Regions from separate parts of the Mus musculus genome. Here regions 2 and 3 are each linked to region 1. The links are chromatin contacts, called in public HiChIP or PLAC-seq and promoter capture Hi-C maps. All regions are on one chromosome and are shown on one strand. Each heading gives the region's core, a stretch centred on a gene start, on an enhancer-like site or on the middle of the called end of the contact. The rest is flanking DNA. Distances are from core to core; before and after follow the strand shown.

Region 1 (3,780 bases), core at 880-3,379:
GTGCATTTCTTCTTTGTCATGGAGTCTCAGGCAGCACTGTGTCAAGGTATGTCATCAGAATATCAATAGGCCCCACTGGTCTTTAGGATCCCTTTTCAGGCAACCAGGTCAGCAGCTCAGCAGTAGAGGACAGCAATTTGTAGGGAGTTTCTAGGGGCACTGAGAGTTTTAAATGTCTCTTTCCCCAGCTGTGAGAAGCCCTCTTTCTTTATAGATCACAATGTGAATAAAAATAAATGATAGTAAATGAATACTGACTGACAGTCCCTGTATATGTTGGTGGACTTTCCCTTTCCCCATTTGATAGCTAGGGTCAGATCAATCATTTCTGCTCTCTGGGTTGAGGTACTTGGCTGGGGTCCAAAATTTTTTCTGTTAAAGTAACTACTGCAGCTCCTGTGTACCTGGTTTCATCAGACAAGAAGGCAGCAGGATCGATAGCAGTGGGTTTCTCAAACTGAACTCGGGGATGGGCCAGGTCACACAGTCATTATGTGGGCCAGGTCACACAGTCATTAGACAGCCAGCATTCTGGTGTTCCTCATTGGAAGGTCTCAACTGTGTGCTCTGAGTATAAAATATTGACCCAAAGCTAACTTAAAAAAATTAAACTAGAGGGAGCCACCACAACTCTTAGACAGGTGGGCCATCCTGTGGCTACAGGGTCCAGTCATCACAGGGTATTTTCATGGCTCCAAAGTTTGGGTTAAAACCCTCTTGTCTGGAAATTCTAGGGTTGGTGTGGAAGTCAGAGCTGTTTTTAAGGCCTCAAATGCCTTTTGTTTAGTATTAGTCCAGATTAGGGGCTTAGTATCTGCTTTGTGCTAGTCTATAGACAGGCCTTGCTATTTCCATAAACTCTGATATTCAGAGCCAGCAATATACAGCTGTCTTAGTCTTTGGCATTGGAATCTGAAGGATGGTAACAATGCTATTCTGCGGTGGGCTCCTCTTGCTTCCCTTCATCAGGTAGCCAAGGTAGGTAGTTTTTTATGAAGCTGGGCTTTTTAAACCAACATTTTGCAGCCCAAGATGTGCACAGTTCCTGCACCCAAGGCTTAGAGATCATAGTTGAAGAAGGTGGAGGGTTGTAAGAGCTAGAGGAACAGTTTGGGTTGTTAGGACATCACGGTCCAAATGAAGGTTTCTTTTTTATCCCTTGGGCAATACAAACCCTTGTGCTGATATGGTTGATGTCTGGGTATACAAAAGAAGGTCAAAGCTGGTAGCTGGGCTTAGCCATTTGAAAAACATGTCACAACACTCTCACTGTGATATAGCAGAAGGCAGAGGGACCCTAGATTGGAGAGGTATGGTGTTAGCAGTTCAGATGTTGCCTTTGCAATTTGTGGCCTGCTGCGGTGTATGATTGGGTTCAGCAGTGAAAATCTCCACGAATGTTTCTGATTCCTTATTGAACAGCTCAGGCGCATAACAATGTATCAGGCCTCATTGCAGCTGGAACCGGGCACTCCTATCAATAGCCATGCTGAATCCAATAAAGACAATACTCAGTTGGGAGTAGTGGCTCGTGCTTTTTATCCCAGCTCTCTTGTGGCAGAGGCAGGCAAATATCTAAATGTTAGAACCAAACCAGCTTGGTCTACATAGCGAGTTTCAAGTCACCCAAGGCTACATGGAGAGATACTGTCTAAAAACAAAACAAAAACAGAAAACCAAAAGAATTAAAACAAAACAAAACAAAACAAAACAAAAGCTCAAACCATTAATTCACTAGGCCTTGACCCAGTATTGAAAGAAACTGGGAGCTTAAAAAACAAAACAAAACAAAACAAGCTATTTTGGGCCTCTGCCTTTTTATACTTAGGTGCCCAGATCAATAAATTCAATAAATTCAAGCTTCGCTCCATAACTGAGCATACTTTGAAGTGATGAACATCTGCCTATAGATATCAGAGAACCGCCTCTGGATATCACACATGCTCTATAGGTACACGGCCTCAGAGGTTTATCTGGACTCGGGAAAGAGCAGCAGCCCTCTGCTGGTCAAACCTCTATAATGCAGCTTTAGAAGATTAAAAATCCCCAGGCCGCGGTCGGTCGCCTTTTGATGATGTCAGCCATCATCAACACTCAGAGGTGAGGCGGGAGGAATGCTTGCGTCATCCGTGCGCGCCCCGAAGCACCCAGCCAAGCCTCATGGCTGCGGGATCTGTGGAGTCTCAGCGGTCCCAGGCGGCCTCCGAGAGGCCCGTGGCGGGTCAGGCCGGGGTCCTGCCTTGCCTGGAGTTGCCGAGCTACGCGGCGGCGTGCGCGCTGGTGGGCAGCCGCTATTCGTGCTTGGTGGCTGCCCCGCACCGCAGGCACATCGCCCTGTCGCCCCGCTACCTGAGCAGGAAGCGCACGGGCATCCGCGAGCAGCTGGACGCCGAGCTCCTGCGCTACTCCGAGAGGTAAGATGTCGCCGCGTCCTCCCGGGAGCCCCGTCTCTGCTGGCCAACGGGCCCTCAGCTCCGTAACCCCACGGCGCCGCGGAAGTAAAGTCGCACGAGCTTCGTGAACCTTAGCCCCGGCGTCTACCGTCGCCTTCGGCGCCGCTGGCCTGGATGCAGTGGCCCGGTTCCTGGGGATGAAACTGGCTGGTGTGGTGTGAGTGGCGGCTGCTGCAGTGCTAAAAGCACTCCCCGTGTGGAGACTAGAGGTGCCCGGTGTCTAGAAACCCACCAGGCTGAGCTTTGGGTATTAAACGTTTCGTTTAATCACTTCCGGGTGTGTTCTCACCTAATAATGAAAATTTGCTGTCAGTATTATTCTCCTAATGTGGAAGCCGGTTCATTGCAAAACATAGGCAGGTTTGTTTGTAATTTCATTGTTCCCCGTCCCCCCGGGGGGCGCTAATTGGGGATGAACGACGAGCCTAATTTTTTGTAGGAATAGAAAGTTCACACACACACACACACACACACACACACACACACACACACCAGTGCATTTATATTAAGCACTAGTAAGAATACCTTGAAAAAGAAAATCTCAGAATTTCAATGGGAAATGATATGCCATAACACTTCACAACTAATTTGGCGGGAATGGGGGCAAGGTTCAGAGATACCTGAGATGACATCGATGTCTTTAGTAATTCAATGACACTTCAGAAATTGCAGGGATTGTTTTGGGGCAAATTATCCAAAGCAGTTACCACTCTCGAGGACTTTGGCAGTCAGCCCCATTAACCATCCAAGGTGGTCACTAAGCATGGAAACATAGTTATGTTAAGTAGTCTAACCAGCTTTTCATTCATTGGGGAAAAGTTATTTAAAGATGCATAATAGGAGCCACACTACAGACGAGAATCGGATCATTTCTGTAACAGAATTGGATAATGCAGCCATGTAGAATAGAATACACTGTTTAATTGAGCTGGACACCTCTCCTTGTTACTGTGCTAAAGGTATGCTAAAAGAAGCCTATTTTTTCCAATGCAAATTAGGTTTCAGTATTACTTGAGTATTAGTTAAGAGTAATAAAAAGTCAATAAAACATTGAAAATATTGGGAATTGTATTGTCATATTAATTGTCCTGTATTATTTGTACCATTTATCCTGTATAGTTTATGTTTTTAGGCTTGTGGGCAATACTGAAGGAAGCATCAGTAGGTCTGTCTTCTTTTTGTTTAAATAATAATAATAATAAAAAATAGAATTGAGACTGCAGTGTTAATGCTAAGTCTTCTCGGAAGCATTTCCTACTAGACAGACAGTGTGTTGCCTTTCTTTCTCCGTGGCAGGACTTTATTTTACAAAAAGTATCCCATTACA
Region 2 (3,780 bases), core at 400-2,899, 1.1 Mb after region 1:
GAACTGAACTCAAATAATATAATTTAGCTCTATAAATATTGCTTTTCTGGGTATGAAGACAAACTTGGATACAGTACTTAAATGATCACTAAAATGCATTTTAAAAAAAAATTTCTGTGTGGTCATATAATGAAAAACAAAACAGAACAAATATCATTGTTCAGATGCATGGGGCAGCACATGGGAGATGAGGAAAACATGGGAGTGGGCTTCCAAATTGAACTTTATTGCGTGCCTGCCATTTGCTTTTCTTCTCAGGGCTTCCTTACTCTCAAATACTAACCAATGAGTAAGCAGTTGATTTGCCATTGAGAAGTGCAACAAAGTTTGGAAATGTCAACAGAGTTCCCCATTTGAGGATATCTGTGGTAGCCACGTAACATCAGAGTCTGGACACATATTTATCAGCTATCTTAGCCTTCTGCTACTGAACTTCCAAAGTATCTAACGAACAAGCATGGCTGTGCATCGTGGTTACATCAATGTTCTTCTATTTCTAATCTGCATTGACTGCTCAGAGGTCATGAAGACGTGGCCCCGTAGAGCGATACTCTTCATGCCTCTGGGATTTGGTTTGACTCAGTCATTCTAGGAATTGCTGATTTCAATTGTTCAAGGCAATGCCACCTTACAGGGAATAAATGAATCTTTAGTCATGATTTCCAATACCATAATATTGCTGAAACATCACATCTCCCATTTTGACAAAGATAAAATAGGCACGATTTGAATGTTGTTCGGCATTCACCCTGTTAAAAATCACTTTGAGGTTTGCCAGTGAAACAGTAAGAGCTCTGAAGATGGAACTTCCTTCATATGTCATGAAGGCTCTTTTGTCCTGAGAGAATGGATGTTGTTACTAGGGCAGTAGGTAAGCCATCATGAGAATGTCTTCCTGATAATAATGGTGAGTTCATCCTGATGATAGCCTCAGTCTTGATTGCCATTTAATGACACAGGACAAAGGTGTTGGGCGCCAGTATTTTGCTCTTAGACTTAGGCTCTGGAGTTGTAAGTCAAATAAACATTTACATTTTGCAAATTATCCAATATTCAATGTTGTGTTATAAGAGCAGAAGGCATACATATGAAGATAACATGCAAAATAAAAATTCAAAAGTTCAGTCCTCTACTGGAAAGAAATCTTGGTTCTAACAAGAGGTTGGTTTTTTTTTTTTTTTTTTTTACTTGTAAATACATAATTAGGTTTCAAGGGAAAGCATCTAAGCTTGGCCATAGAAAAATACACAGAAAAAATGGACCCAAATAATTGCCATTGTGCCATAGAACATAGTAAATATGTCATTTTAATCGTAAGATCACACAGAGCTACATGGTTATCAGTAAATAACACTAAAATTGCTCTGGGATGCTCTGGAATATGAGCTTCCTCAGTGGATTTTGCTGATATTTGGCTGTTTATAACTGACTTTCACAGAAGCTACAGCCTAATAGTCCTTCTAAAAGAAAATCCCCCCGCAGCGAACAAAGTGCTTTTGTGCTGCTGGTAAAACATGACTCCACTAAGGCAATTAGCTGTTTTAAAAATAAACTAATTCATTTTGTAGATGTGAGGTATAATTATGCAGCTGCGTGGACTGCGGAGGCTTGGCGACTGGCTGGAGTGGTAGTGAAATTAGAAGGAAGTGGAAGGCATCTCCGTGCCAGATCACTGATTCACTGTCCTGACACCACGTTCACAGTGCTTGGGGCTACAGAACGAGCCTGTTTCCTTAACAATAAATGTTTGATAACGAGAGCTGGATATCTTTAGGGACAGAGAAGATAGATAAACAACAGCAACAGCAACAGCAAAGCACATATGCACAGTCTTGTTTCGAAGAATTTCTCTGTATCCTGTTCTTTGAAATACTTAGAATAATACTAAAGAAATAGAACCTGCGGATTTGAGAGAGCAATAGGTTATGTTGGAAAGGTCTGGGAAGGACAGGAAAGAGAAAGATTATGTAATTCTACTTTGATCTCAAAAAGTTTAAAGACAACTAAAATATTTTCAGAAATATGTGACTCTACAAAATCATATACATTCATCCCAGAGATAAGCAAATCTCACTAGGGTATTTTGAGTTGTGGCACTCTGGATAGATGAGTCTATCTGAATGGTCAGAAAACTGGATGCAATGGAACACTTCTATTTTCTGAGATTTTAGCTAAAGCACTAACCTCTTTGTTTATCAGGCCTGGCCATTAGAACTACCAGAACTCTCCCTGAGCCCCACCAGTCTTATGTGGTTTCTGAGAACTGAAGAACACACAGACATAAGTCCCATGCCCGATAATGAAGCATTTTAAACTGTGAGTCCATGGTGACTGTCTTCAGACATAAAATATAGCCCCAGGGAGGGAAGAGGGCAGTGCCCAAACCATGTCTTCCAGGCATCTCTTTCCTCCCCTCTCCTTCTTCCTCATTCCTTCCCTCCATATTCCTTCCATTCTTCCATCCTTGTTCTCTCTTCCTTCTCTCTCTTCCCCACCTTTTCCTCCTCTATCCACAACCCTTTCCAGTCTCTCTGCCTTTTCTCCTGAGGGGTTTCTTAATTACTTTTCTCCTCTATATATTCCAGACTGTTTCTATAGGTAGTTTTAAAATTCAGTGTTATTGTGCCTTTGACTTTCAAGATTTTACCACTGCATTTATTAAGAAAAAGTCTCCTAATATCCTGAAAACAAAGAATATGAATTCCAATTTCAGATAAACACATAAAATAATCATTATCTGTCTCAAACATGCTTTTATATTGTCTAAGAATGTTAAGGTTTATTAAAATGTGGTAATGAATTTGCTCTATTCCCCAAAGAGAGAAATGATAGTTCTAAGATAATAAGATATACAAATAAGGGAATATTTTAAAATAAATTGATTTTAAAAGCTTTTTGTGCATTAAAAGTCAGATATGAACTTTGTGGCTACCATTTAATTTCTTTAAGACTCTGATTTCTCCAGCTGATGAAGAATACCCTGCAGGTTATGTAGGCATGAGTCTCCCAGGGAGAAAGGGAAGCCGTAGGAGCAGATATAGAATAGCTATAGAAATATAGAAAATCAGAAGGCAGTCTCCTTTAGATGGTAAAGGATTTTGTTACCTAATTTAAAGCATGAATGACTCAATGGTAGTACAAAAAACCTACATCTAACCATTAAAGTTCTGCTACATCTAGCCTTTAATGCTTTGCTACGATTATATTTCTAGTTTTAGATGTGATTGAATGAAGCAAATACCAAGTGTATGCATGGATAGGCATACAAGGAACACAGAAAGAACCAGCTATGGAGATATTATGTGATGACACTTCCTGCCTCCATTTCTCCATGGATGCTCTTCACACAGACAAGCATGTAGAAGTACAGGGGTCTGACAAGTTATGAGCTGATGGTTTTATCTCCACATTGTAAATAATGCTCATGGACACCACAGGAGTCTCACTGATTGCATAGCTATAAAAAAAAAAGTTCCATTTAGAGCAGGGGTTCTCTACCTTCCTAATGCTGAAACCCTTTAATACCATTCCTCATGTTGTGGTGTCCCCCATCCATAAAATGATTTCTCAATGGCTATGATATAACTATATACCTTATGACCTCATACAGTCAAGAAGAAGCCAGCCCCACCCAAAGAATAAAAGAATACTCCTGATTTTATATAGTTCAAGACAGATGAGCTTGTCTGCCTGTCTAGACAGTTGTGCAGCAAAGGTACTTAGCAAATTGTCTTAACTTACTCATATCTACATTCCAACATCTATTATACGCTGTTCTAT
Region 3 (3,780 bases), core at 721-3,220, 1.1 Mb after region 1:
TTACCTCAGCCCTAGACTCTGCACTTCTGGAAGGAAGCAAGATAATATATCAGTTAGTTTGACCAATTAAGATGGCTTCTTATAACTACTGGTTAGTGAAGTGGCTGAAACTCTCTGGCCTCAGATCTTCACTTGTGAAATGATGATATCACCTACAAAAAATGTCCTCAGCAGATACAGATGGAATCTCATACACTTTAAGTGAATAGAACATAACATATTCTTAAATAATATTACTACTGTCCCTTCTGAGGACATACCCTTGACCACAGCTCAGTTACCACACCTATGAGCTCCCAGTCAAAATTACAAGGATCAAGATGAAGAGAGGTATGGTTTGTTTATTGGATGATTTAAAACAAACAAACAAACGCTTTCCTGTTTCTCTTTTCACTTGAGCTAATACGTTGGATTGAATTGAAAAGAAACTAAGAGACTGTCCAGGCATAGGAAGAACTGACAATCATCCTCACTCTAAAGAGAATTAAAAATGTGGTAGCCGGGATGGGTGTGCAGAAGAGTGTTGGAAGGGCTTGGATCGTCAGAGTCTGCAGGCACAGTGCTATATTCCTAGACTTCTCCATGGCTTTGTCCTTGGGCTGCTCTACCTTTCAAACACTTATCTACAGATGCATTTACTAATAAGGTATCTTCTGACTCTAAAGTGCCTCAGAATGTGTGGCTGTTACTTCTGAATGGCCCCAAGTGGGTTTTTTTGTACTTGGCACTACCAACACAGCCATTCACAGGGAGGCAGTCTCTCTATAAATGAACAGATTCCCACACGTAGGCTGTAATATATGCATAACACATTTTCTCGCGGTGTTAATTTTGGTCTAACATCCTCCTGATGGTCTTGATTACCTTGGAGACTTACATCCTGCCTTCTGTGTATATGTGGTTGTTAGTCACTTCTACCAAGTTGTCTCACCACCACTTCTCAAGAACTATAACACAAGATACAATGTTTCAATAACTGATTTTTTTTTTCAACAAATGTTCACTGGAGCGCCTGTTTCACCACACTGTGCTGAGGGTTAGTCCAATTTAACTCTCATGTAAAAACAGACAAACTCTATAAAGATCCAACTAGCTTTATATTAAACATAACCAGGACCATTTCAAAATGTTAGTTTCATTGAATAATTTCTTAGTTTACAAGTAAAATGTGATTATCTTAAAAAAGATCACCTCCAATTGCTTCATTCTCTCTGTCTTAATAATTGGGCATCCTAGGTCACATTTCTATGACTGCCATTCAAACAGTACATGAATCATTAAGTATCCCGAGAATGTAACAAATAAATGGAAAGCTAGCAGAGGGAGAAACGCCATTTGGGATCACACATGGACGCTGAAACATGATAGACACTAATAATTTTTAATTGGGATCATCAGAGGCTCTCTCAACTTTGCCTACTTTATTCATGGTGTGCTAATCAAACGGAGGCTGGGCACGGATTCTCGGTAAATGGTCGATGCTGTGACAAATATCCAGGCATCTGGTTATGTCAGATATCTCCCTTGGGGAATTAAAATGAAACAAGAAGTGTTTTTGTTCTTAAAAATCTGTACTCTGCTAGATACGATCCAAAAAGGACTTAAACATCTCATCTAACTTTTACAATGCTATGTTTCCAGAAGGAAATTATATTACATTTGTCCATTCAAAATGCAAAAAGCAAGACATCCAAGAAAGAGATTTGCAGCAGAGTGAGATTTAAAAGACACATTTTCCCCCTCCATTACTGGAGATAGCAAGCACTTTAAAAGCCTGTTCTTTCATAATTGGATTCCAGATCATTATTTTTTTGGCCAAAACGAAAGGTTTTCTGCATTCTTAAAATAATTAGGCAAGATTTCAAATCAAATTATCCAATTTCAAAGCTCTATTTTTCCTCTCTAAAACTCCCGTTAGAGGCCTGCAGTGACTAAGCTGTGTGTCACTCTCCTGGCTTTATTAGGAGAATGTTCTGAGTCCTTCACTTTCTATGTAATCAGAACTATAATTTCTTCAGGTTATTTTAAGAACTGGCTATGGCTAAAGCAGGAAACTCAATTTTATTCTGAGCTCTAGACATGTCGACACAGCAGCGCAAGGCTCCAGCTTCCTCGGCTATCTTCTTTCAGAAACCCTCTTGCCTCGGGTCAGAGAGAGGCTGTAGGCTAGTTGCAGCCCATTCTGCATATCCAGTTAACTCTCTCCAAGATATGAAGATAGTGGGGTTGCTCTTGTGGAGAGTGTGTGTGGGCATGTCATTACTCTCCAAATGAGGAGCTCATTTACCAGAGAGCACTGTCCTTGCTAACTTCCACTTGAAAGCGATATTCAACAGAAGGACATTTGAAAAAGCCCAGGTGCTAGAACCATTTGATTAAAAGAAAAATAAAAAAGCAGAACAGAAAGCTCTAAGTGCATATGTCTGCTTATTTCATCATCCGCCCTTAGAATTTTGTGACTTAATTAACCAGTTCTACTTAAACAAGCTGGTTGCCTCTAATTATGCTGATTTCCCCCGTGCTTCAATGTAATATTAACAGTGAGTTCTGAAAGCAACAGGCAATTTATTATTTTTTTTTCTGTACTTGGGAACTACAGTAAAGTTATCTGCCAAAGGTGAGTTTTAGAATTACGATAATAATAAAGCATCAGTACCTTTAGTAGTGTGATATCTATCCAAAAGGCCCAGATAGATATGTCTCCCTTAATGGTGAAGTTAATGGTTATGAACATTGCTTATTAATCTTAATGACCAGCATTGCAGAGTATGGCTTTTGGAACCTGTGTCTCTAGTACCAATACTTATATTACTTTTCTACCACTCCGCATAACACGTAAGATAAAGGTGGTGGTATACAAATTCTTGTGCACTCTTGCAAGTATGCCTGCATAGCAATTAGACAGAACCACTGGGCTACCTCCTGCATTTTGATAGTACCTCCAACTTTTATTCCTCCAAAGTGTCTCCATCATGATCTTTCCCTGATGGAAAAGTTGCCCTCCCATACAAGCTAAACTGGGCAGAGTTTGATGCTATTTTATGTCACTAATGTAATAAAAAGGACACCTCACTCATTCGTGTAATTCCCAGAGCCCGATTGTTTACTCCTGGCCTTAGTCTCCTCTTTGTCCTTTCGCAGCTTTGAGCACTTTTTTTTATTTTTAATCTAGGTCACCAGTACTTCTCACACCCATGCCTCACAGATATGCTAACTTCATGAGCATTTCTTGTCAGTCAGGTAGTAGAAAATAGAAGCAGGTTTTTCCATTTGATTTCTGGCTTACAAAGCCAAACAAACCATTATCCTTTTCCCAGTTTCTTTATATGGAATTACACTAGCCCAGGGCTTTGCTAAAGAGGGTTGTGATAATCAATTCATAAGTCTGTTAGAAGAAAGAGAAATACTTTCTTAAGGCATAATATCCAAACTTGTTTTTCATTGAGCACATTTTAAAAATTTGTAATGATGTGTTTTTTTTTATTTTAGTATTTTAGTGGTAGTTTTGATTTAGCCTTTGCAAGTCTCTCTCTCTCTCTCTCTCTCTGTCTCTGTTTCTCTCTGTGTGTCTCTGTCTCTCTGTCTCCCTCTCTCTATCACACACACAAACACACACACACACTGTAATTTGATCACATTTACCCCACCACCACCAATTCAGTTAAGACACTACCCCAGCATATCGCCTCTCAACTATATCCTCTTCACTTTTAGTTATTTTGTTTTATATCCTACTGATCCTAATTAGTGTTGTCCTTGTAAACATGGGTATGGGACCAT

What was found. Promoter capture Hi-C pulls out the DNA fragments that hold promoters and counts their contacts. HiChIP or PLAC-seq counts read pairs in DNA pulled down with a chosen protein or histone mark.
Region 2: a contact with region 1 is called in a promoter capture Hi-C map of hippocampal neurons, with 5 times the contacts expected there. The contact joins the enhancer-like site here to the promoter of Twistnb in region 1. A contact is called at or near these places in 5 of 39 promoter capture datasets (the 3T3-L1 cell line, the C10 cell line, cranial neural crest and 2 more) and 1 of 115 datasets of contacts at active chromatin or transcription factors (stem cell-derived neural progenitor cells).
Region 3: a contact with region 1 is called in an H3K27ac HiChIP or PLAC-seq map of the NIH/3T3 cell line, with 6 times the contacts expected there. The contact joins the enhancer-like site here to the promoter of Twistnb in region 1. A contact is called at or near these places in 7 of 39 promoter capture datasets (the 3T3-L1 cell line, the C10 cell line, cranial neural crest and 3 more) and 3 of 115 datasets of contacts at active chromatin or transcription factors (the NIH/3T3 cell line, astrocytes and microglia).

What each region holds. Positions count from the first base shown.
Region 1 is chr12:33,427,495-33,431,274 of GRCm38.p6, forward strand. It overlaps Twistnb (twist basic helix-loop-helix transcription factor 1 neighbor), which reads left to right and starts at 2,130. Exons shown (of 4, transcript NM_172253.2): 1 at 2,130-2,414. The coding sequence starts at 2,161.
Region 2 is chr12:34,548,877-34,552,656 of GRCm38.p6, forward strand. The region is part of intron 3 of Hdac9 (histone deacetylase 9); the gene reads right to left. Among named protein-coding and RNA genes, the nearest start is that of Gm46347, 240 kb to the right of the region's middle. Within about 2 kb of position 1,650, at least 16 of the 459 cell types and tissues checked have an H3K27ac peak or open chromatin away from gene starts, as enhancers often do. A contact at or near this core is called in hippocampal neurons, where this site is marked.
Region 3 is chr12:34,497,096-34,500,875 of GRCm38.p6, forward strand. All of the region lies in intron 4 of Hdac9 (histone deacetylase 9), which reads right to left. Among named protein-coding and RNA genes, the nearest start is that of Gm51984, 280 kb to the left of the region's middle. Within about 2 kb of position 1,971, at least 67 of the 459 cell types and tissues checked have an H3K27ac peak or open chromatin away from gene starts, as enhancers often do. A contact at or near this core is called in the NIH/3T3 cell line, astrocytes, hippocampal neurons and 2 more, where this site is marked.